Linked DNA regions of Triticum aestivum: regions 2 and 3 are each linked to region 1. A link is a contact called in public Hi-C data. All regions are on one chromosome and are shown on one strand. Each heading gives the region's core, a stretch centred on a gene start, on an enhancer-like site or on the middle of the called end of the contact. The rest is flanking DNA. Distances are from core to core; before and after follow the strand shown.

Region 1 (2,744 bases), core at 141-2,640:
ACTTGCACGCACAGTCGAGTGTGATCATGCAGGATTGCTTAGCTAACTTATCCCTGTTTACAGAGGTTGACAGCGTTTAGCATGGACCAGGGTAAAAATAATTTAGCTAGTTTGTAGGTTTCACAATCTAACAAATACTTGGTCCATAACATTATTTGATAATTTTATTTCAAGCAAGGATTAACTAGCGAGCCGTTATTTCGTAAAAGCTAAATATCATTGTGAAAGCGAACATAGTTTTTTTAGATGAAAACCAAACACAGTTAACGTTAACTGTAATGCAAGTTTGTTGCACAAAAAAATTAATGCATGTTATCTGTTAAGTGAAGTTAGAGTTGTACCCCTGTCTTAGCCCAACAGCTACCTTCGCCATGCTCCCAGAAGTGATCGCAGAAGATGCCCCAAGGGAATCCACCGTTGAAGATTTGCCTGCAATGATATAAAAAATGTAAGAACAGTGGAATGCAAATTGCTCGTGTCATTTTATCAATGATCATCGGGCAGAGTCAGGTGGCTTGATGGTCACATGATTTGTTTCACTAGATGCCCGGTGGTCGTTACAAAACAGATAGAGGGTTCTCTGTAAAACAGCAATTAACAGAGAAATAACTCGGCCTAAACGGAAACTGGGCCGAAACAGAGACTGCTGCCCAACTAACCTACGCGCATCTCGTTATACAGCGCCACCAGGCGAACAAACCTATCCTACGCTCCGCTGACCAACATGGAAGAGAGAGAGAGAGAGAGAGAGAGAGAGAGAGAGAGAGAGAGGAGCTGGGGCGTCTCACCAGAGGGGCCTTGGAATGGCTGGGGACGGCTGGAGAAGGCACGGCCCACGAGCGAGCGGCGGTTGGGCGGGGCTGCGGACGATGCTGGCCCACGTGGCTGGATCGGCAGCGAGCAGGGCGATGCGGGGCGGCCGCCGACGCGAGGGAAGGCTGCAGCGGCGCAGCTGCCCGGGGTCGGAGCAGATGGCCGGCTCGGTGGCGGTCCGCGGCGGATCCAGGCGGCGGAGAAGGTGCAGATCCGGCGCTGGCGGCCGGAGAAGGTGCAGATCCGGCGCAGCGGAGCTCAAATCGGTCAGCGCCGGACGCGCGGGACGGCGGCTCCTCTCGCCAGAGTCAGGGCGGAGCTTGCGGGTTCCTGCAGGGCGGCGGCGGCGTCTGAGAGAGCCAAGAGAGAGGGAAGAAGGAAGAAGGAGAGGGCTGGCGGTGGTCCTTACCGGTGTCGGCGGAGCAGTTGCTTCCGCGAGGCAACTCGCCCAGAATCCAGGAGGCGCTCGGGAGCTCGGGTGAGCGCGAGGCGCGCGGCTCGAGCGGATGGGCTTGGAGCGCTCGAGAGGGCTAGAACCGGGCTTCCGCGGGCCGTGGCTGGCCGGGGATGAACTGGGAGTCTGGGACGCGTCAAACCGTCAGATCTGGATCGTCCGTGCTTTGACCAGATGAAGGTGGGCCGGCTACGAGAAAAACCTGTTTTTTTTTAACCCCAACACCGTAGAACAATTGTTCTATGGTAAATATATTAAAAAGAAATGGTACAAATCTCAGAGGGGGCCAACGTTTTCTTTTGAGGCTCAGCCAATGCTGATCTAGGAAAAGAAAACATCATATTACATGTTATTGCTTAACCATAGATTGAAACTTATTCTTAATTCTACGACGAAGGAGACTGAAATTCTGTTTAAGATGAAATCCCCACGATTGAATGGTGTGAGGGAGAGACCTGAAAACTTTCCCATTTCTCTGAATCCAGATGTTCCAGCAGCCCAACAGAACTATTTCCGCAGCAAAAGGTTTTGGCAAGCATCTCATTGCAAGAATGGTGTCCTCATATACTGATGTTCCTCTCTGTCTGCCAGGAATTAGAGAATTCCCGCAGTGATGAGCAAAATTTTTGGAGGACAAGATTGAAATAGAAAAGGCATGGGATTGTGGGGAAGGTTGGAGTGGAATTGAGAAAAACAACAAAAATAAAATAGGAGGCCTCAAATAAATTTCTGAAAATGTTCCTAGTTTTTAGGATGCTCTAGATTATATAAGAACATGATCGCATGATGCCAAGATGCAATGCAAAAATAACATAGAATAAAGAATATTATAATAATAACTGAAATAATTGGAGCGGCGTTGGGTGGTGAGGAGGAGGAATGGCAACGTGTGGATAAGGGGGGAGGTGAGATAGCTCTCGGTGGGGGTGCCTGTTGCTACTGCTTTTTTTAATCAACTGGTGTTGTGTTGCACCGACTGGAAGTTGTTGGATGCTTTCTTTAAATCAATTGTTGTTTGTAGCACCGATTACATTTTTTCCAAATGAGCACCAATTATAATTACTTGTTGTTTATTGTTACAGTCATAGTTTAATATTCATGCCCACCCCATTTTACGAATACATTATCACATATAATAATTAAAAGTTAGGGAAATATTGGGAAGATATGTTTATTAAGGGACACAATATTTGGTGCTCGCGGGTACTTGCTGACCATCAAGATATTTAGTCCCAAAGCAGATGCATGGTTGTCTCCTCTGCTTGTAGGTTGCAATTTGGACAGAAAGGGTCATCTAGGTGCATTCCCTTTCTACCAAGAAGCGGTCTGGTGTTGATTCTACAATGTGCCACCAGCTAGAAGAAAAATTTGTGCTTTAGCCTACTAGAACTACTCCAGATGATATGAAAGATTGGGTGCTCTTCTTTATGCTCCACCATTTGGTTGTAGATATGAATAGCATAAGTTTTACCAACAG
Region 2 (2,744 bases), core at 131-2,630, 490 kb after region 1:
CTTAGTGGTGTCATGTGAACGTCAACAACATGACACTTCACCACATTTGGGCCTAAGGGAATGCATTGTGGAGTAGTTATTAGATGATGGGTTGCGAGAGTGATAGAAGCTTAAACCCTAGTTTATGCGCTATTCCATTAGGGACCGATTGGATCCAAAAGTTTAATGCTATGGTTAGAATTTATTCTTAATAATTTTCTCATAGTTTTGGATGCTTGCGAGGGGGTTAATCATAAGTAGGAAGTTTGTTCAATTAAAAACAACACCTAAGCACCAGTCAAATCAAAGTAGGGAACACAAAGTAAGCCAACATGATGAAAGTGACTAGATAAAATTCCCGTGCACCCTCAAGAACGCTTTGCTTATCATAAGAGACTGTTTTGGCCTGTCCCTTGCCTAAAACGGGTTGGGCTACCTTGCTTCCATTTTGTTACTACTATTGTTACTTTCTCGTTACAAATTATCTTGCTATCAAACTACTCTACCACTTACAATTTTAGCAATTGCAGACATTACCTTGCTGAAAACCACTTGTCATTTCCTTCTGCTCCTCGTTGGGTTCGACACTCTTACTTATTGAAAAGGCTACAACTGACCCCCTACTTGTGGGTCATCAAGGCTATTTGCTGGCGCCGTTCTGAAGCACTTTTGGTAAGTGGAAATTGGTAAGAAAACATTATTACTACATGCTGAAATTTATTGTCACTTGCTACTATGGAAAACAATCCTTTGAGGGGTTTGTTCGGGGTTTCTTCACCTCGACCGGAACCACAATTAGTTGCCCCTCAACCTACTGCACGCACGGAAAATATTGAATATGAAATTCCTTCGGGTATGGTAGAGCAACTGCTAGCTAATCCTTATGCAGGAGATGGAACCGAACATCCTGATATGCACTTGATATATGTGAATGAAATTTGTGGATTGTTTAATATTGCAGGTTTTCCAGGAGATGAAGCTAAGAAGAAGGTTTTACCTTTATCTTTGAAGGTGAAAGCATTGACATGGTATATGCTATGCGATGATATTGGATCTTGGAACTGGAATCGGTTGAAATTGGAATTTCATCAAAAAATTTATCCTATCACTACACCACGACACCACAATGACGACATGCATCTGTTGGTATAAGTGTACATTACCGACACACTAATGGTCGAGGTTGCTCTGGTCTTTTGATGATCTGTCTGTTGGCAATGTATGACCGGTTTGTGGACATACTATGTGTCAGCATAAGTTTTTTTGGTGTTCGATTATCTATCGCTGTTGCTTTCCGATAGAAAGAGTGTCGGCGTAGGTTTGGGCCTGGCCCACTTATTTCGGGCTACGCGGGACAAGTTACGCGCGAGATCCAAACTGCAAAACTTTGGCTTGCCTCCCGGCCCCTCAATCCTCCACCCCATCTTATCCCTTTCTCCCAGCCCCTAAATGAAAAATCTTATCTCTTTCTCCCACGCCACACTCCCACCTAAACCTAGGTCACCTGCCGCCGCCGCCACCGCCGCCGCCGTTGCTTGACCTGCGTGCCGATTTGGTCGCGTTGCCTCCTCTCCCATCAACGGCGGCACCTCCCGCAGCTTCCTGCTACAATGTGGTCCTTCCCCACGGTCGAAGCCCAAGGTGCCGCCTCATCGTCCACAAAAGAGGAGCCCGTCCGCCGCATGCAGCCAAGGGGTCGAGTCGACCGCGGCCGAGGAGCCGCGCCGCCAACCGCCAGTGTGGAGTCGATCGCCGCCGAGCAATACCGCTGTACTTCCTCAAGATCCAGGCCGCTGTAGGTACGATTCAGGCTGATGTGCTCACGCCTCTGCTTATCTGACTACCAACAGTGCCACCTAAAGCTTCGATCCAACACAGGGTGATGCTGTCCGCAACCGAGGAGCCACCTTGCCCTCTGCATCCAGAGGTTCTGCCCCGCCATCCCTCTTCCACCACCGGCGACGGCTCTCCCCTCCCCTGCTCGTCTTGCCTCGCCCCCAAATTCAGCCCGTGCAGGTAAGCTTGAAAATAGATTCCTTCTATCTTTTCTGCTTCATATGTTATTTCTCGTTTGTCCATGAATGTGATTTCCCATGTAATCTTGTTGGCTCTTGTCCATGAATGTGATTTCCCATGTAATCTTGTTGGCTCAACGACGAACTAAACAAGATCATATCAGTTCGTTGGAGATTGAAGATTTCAGAGTGCTAACCATCCATCTCTCATTTCAGAGTGCAAATTTTCGTTCTTGATTAGCACCATCATGTTATTGTAATGTTGTTTTTGTTGTTGTTGATTTGGGATGTGTTCTGCGACACGTGTTGTTTCAGAGAATGGTTTCTATAAGATTGTGCATGACGATTACTAGATTTGTGCGCCATGCCTTGGCCTGGGTGTTTCGTGAATTCAGTGAGATGCATTATATTTCTCTTGCTCTTCCATGGGTGTCATGCCTATCTAGAAACATGCTACTGATTTTAGTTCAGGCTAGCTTCCTTCTCATAAGTAGAACTTTGCTTGATATCAACTTTAATGAGGTTTGACTATTGTTGGGGATGTTCTGAAGCTCGTGGACTGTATGCTTGTAGCTGCGCTCAACCTGCCAGGCCACTCCCTTCTCTTATCACATTTATATCCAGCATTAATTCTCAGGTTTCAGTATTTACTAATTACTACTACCTTTGTAATGATTAGATCTCAATCTTCCTATTTCCCTTTGCAGGCTGGAAGGATCCCCAACCATGCTGGGTGCTAATGCTTGAGGT
Region 3 (2,744 bases), core at 76-2,575, 260 kb after region 1:
GAGGTGAAGGTGTCATCAAGCCGTACGTGTGTTGAACGCGAAGGTGCCGTTCGTTTGGCACCTGATCGGGAGTTCATGGGATGGATCGTGATTGGATCGCGAAGATGTTCGACTATATCAACCACGTTTCTTAACGCTTCCGCTTAGCAATCTACAAGGGTATGTAGATCCAATCTCTCCTCTCGTAGATGTACATCCCATAGATTGATCTTGGTGAGCATAGGAATTTTTTTGTTTCCCATGCAACGTTCCCCAACACCGGATGGGAAATATCGGTGGGGTCGAGTTGGAATGTACGGTTTGGACATATTTGGATAGAGAAAGTGGCTGAGGGTTTTGGAGCATTATCACTAAGCAGTTGAGCAAATAGATCATTAAGCAACACCCCATCCCCTTTTATTAGTATTGGCTTTCCTATGGACTCAATATGATATTGGATCACTTAACCAAAAATGTAGAGTCTTGAGCTTTTGCCAATCCATGTCCTTAGCATTTTGAAGGGGTTCCACATCCTCTTGTCCTTGCCATGCCACTGTTGAACTTATCTGGAATATACTAGATAAAAGTAAAATTATTAGTCCAACAAAAGATATGTTGACATTAATTATCAAAACCATCAATGGAGCACTTGTGCTTTCAGTTGGACATTTTATAGAAGAAGTAAAAATGTCACTTGCAAGTTGCAAACAGGAATTTAAATAAAAAGAAGTTGGAAGTTTGGCTAGGGAATCTGTGGAGATGAAGCATGGTCTTTGGGAAGGATCAATATAAGAAATGAAGTTGCAAACACAAGATCCAATAAAAGAAAACAAACATCAGAAGATTATGGAGATGATGACATGATTGCAAAATAAAATGGAACCCACACCAACATAGCATCCAAGTCTTGATCATGTTACAAAATATGGAAGATCTTGCTCTTGGGTTGTTACGCCAGGACGACGGCGGGGCTCTCCTAGGGTTGCCAAATCAATCGGCAGAGCAGGACCAAAATGTCACCCTTGGGGTACAGACCTTAAAGGTGAGGGTTCTGCCGAGGCGATTTTACCCAAGAGCTTAGTAATTCAAGGGATTATTAGGAGATAGAGAAGGGACTTTTTGAGGGGTAGGAGATAGAGAAGAGAATTTTTTGAGGGGTAGGAGATAGATAAGAGAAATTATTTTTTGAGAAGAAGATAGAGAATATTTTTTTTTTGAGAACTGATGGAGAAGGGATTTTTTTTATGAGGGTAGAGAAGAGATTTTTTTTTGAGCACAAGGTAGAGAAGAGATAAGATGTAAATAAAGATAGTGAATTGGGCTGGGGCAACTACGACCTAATGAGCTGACAGCCCACGAATAGGATTGGGAAGGTGTGGATCCGGCTGCCGAACGGAACCAGCTTCGCAAGCAGAGTCGGAACTGAACACGAGAGTTGGGAGGAGTTGATGATTTCACGAACCCTAACAGTCACATCTCCCTCTATTCGCTGGGCAGCGCATTGGATCGACGATTAGAGGTCGACCGCGCGAGCACGCCGCCGCCTATAGTCGCTCGCCGCCGCTTGGAATCGCCTCGCCGTCACGTGGAGGAGTCGCCCTCGCCCCTGCGAGTCGCCTCTTCCGCCGCAGCCGGTAGCCAGCAAGGTCGCTTCCTAACGAACCCCCTCCGGTCCTCCTGTGCTTGCTGCTGCCTTTCCCCTTCTCTCATCTGGTCCTCCCTTGCCGCTACGTGCTTGCTGGGTACTGGGCTGCTCACGGCTTGATGCTCCTGCTTTGCTTCGATGCTAAAAAAATTCTGTCTTTATTACATCTGCGTACTGTTCATGTTTATGTATGTGAAGGTGTACTAGTTTATCTGTTTTTCTCATGCAGATCCAACGTGCGAAAGCACATAACTGACTGGAGAGTATGGAACAGCAGCAAAGTAGTCTTCCAGTATCTGAAGACATTGTCTTCAAATGTGGCGACATTCCAGCTAAAGAGAGGTAGTTCTAGGACACATCCTCCTTCATAAATTCGAACTTTGCAGTAGTGTCTTTTTGAGTAGTAGTCACCCCTTCCACTACATAATACTACTATATTTCATGGTACATTTATTGAAACTAAATCTGTTGTGTTCTATTCCTTTTTGTCTATCCTTGTGTATGTTATTGTAGGGAAAATCTACTTTGCATGCTTACCCATGCATGTACTCCTTGCGGCCAGCATCCCGATGAGATTTTTATCTATATAGCATAGTTTTAAATAGCGGGCTATGCCAGATAGCTGTGGCCGTCCAAATCAGCTATAGTGGGGCTATAGCGAGGTTATAGCCGGCCATTTCATAACTTTACCGGACAATTTGTACATGAATAGTGGCAAGTACTCCCTCTGTAAAGAAATATAAGAGCGTTTAGATCACTAAAGTAGTCATCTAAACGCTATTATATTTCTTTACGGAGGGATTACCATTTAGCGGTACCTTGCTCAAACTGCTATAGGTGGGCTATAGCCGGTTATTTGAAACTTTACTATATAGAGAGAGCACATGCATGCATGCAATATTCTCCTATCTCATGCTAACATCATCACATCAATTCCGAAATTCAAGTTTTTGAAAAACTTCCGATTAGTTCCTACCCTTCTTCACTGTTGAGTTTGTCTCGACGAAGGCTTTGAAACAAGATCCCATGTTGACAATGTTTTGATGTTTTTCTGTCAACACCAGTTGCTAGATTATGTTACCATAGTTGTCATCTTAGTAGCGAACAGTTGTCATGATGA

What was found. Hi-C and Micro-C count contacts between places; a contact is called where the count stands out from the background.
Region 2: a Hi-C map of leaf shows a contact between it and region 1, with 4 times the contacts expected there. The contact joins the promoter of LOC123136969 here to the promoter of LOC123136963 in region 1. A contact is called at or near these places in 2 of 5 Hi-C or Micro-C datasets (both in leaf).
Region 3: a contact with region 1 is called in a Hi-C map of leaf, with 4 times the contacts expected there. The contact joins the promoter of LOC123136965 here to the promoter of LOC123136963 in region 1. A contact is called at or near these places in 3 of 5 Hi-C or Micro-C datasets (all in leaf).

What each region holds. Positions count from the first base shown.
Region 1 is chr6B:287,497,734-287,500,477 of IWGSC CS RefSeq v2.1, forward strand. LOC123136963 reads right to left here and starts at 1,391. Exons shown (of 13, transcript XM_044556490.1): 1 at 1,223-1,391; 2 at 789-1,143; 3 at 342-429.
Region 2 is chr6B:287,983,275-287,986,018 of IWGSC CS RefSeq v2.1, forward strand. LOC123136969 reads left to right here and starts at 1,381. Exons shown (of 3, transcript XM_044556495.1): 1 at 1,381-1,774; 2 at 1,858-1,995; 3 at 2,702-2,744. The coding sequence starts at 1,590. The coding sequence ends at 2,741.
Region 3 is chr6B:287,762,123-287,764,866 of IWGSC CS RefSeq v2.1, forward strand. LOC123136965 reads left to right here and starts at 1,326. Exons shown (of 3, transcript XM_044556492.1): 1 at 1,326-1,966. The coding sequence starts at 1,744.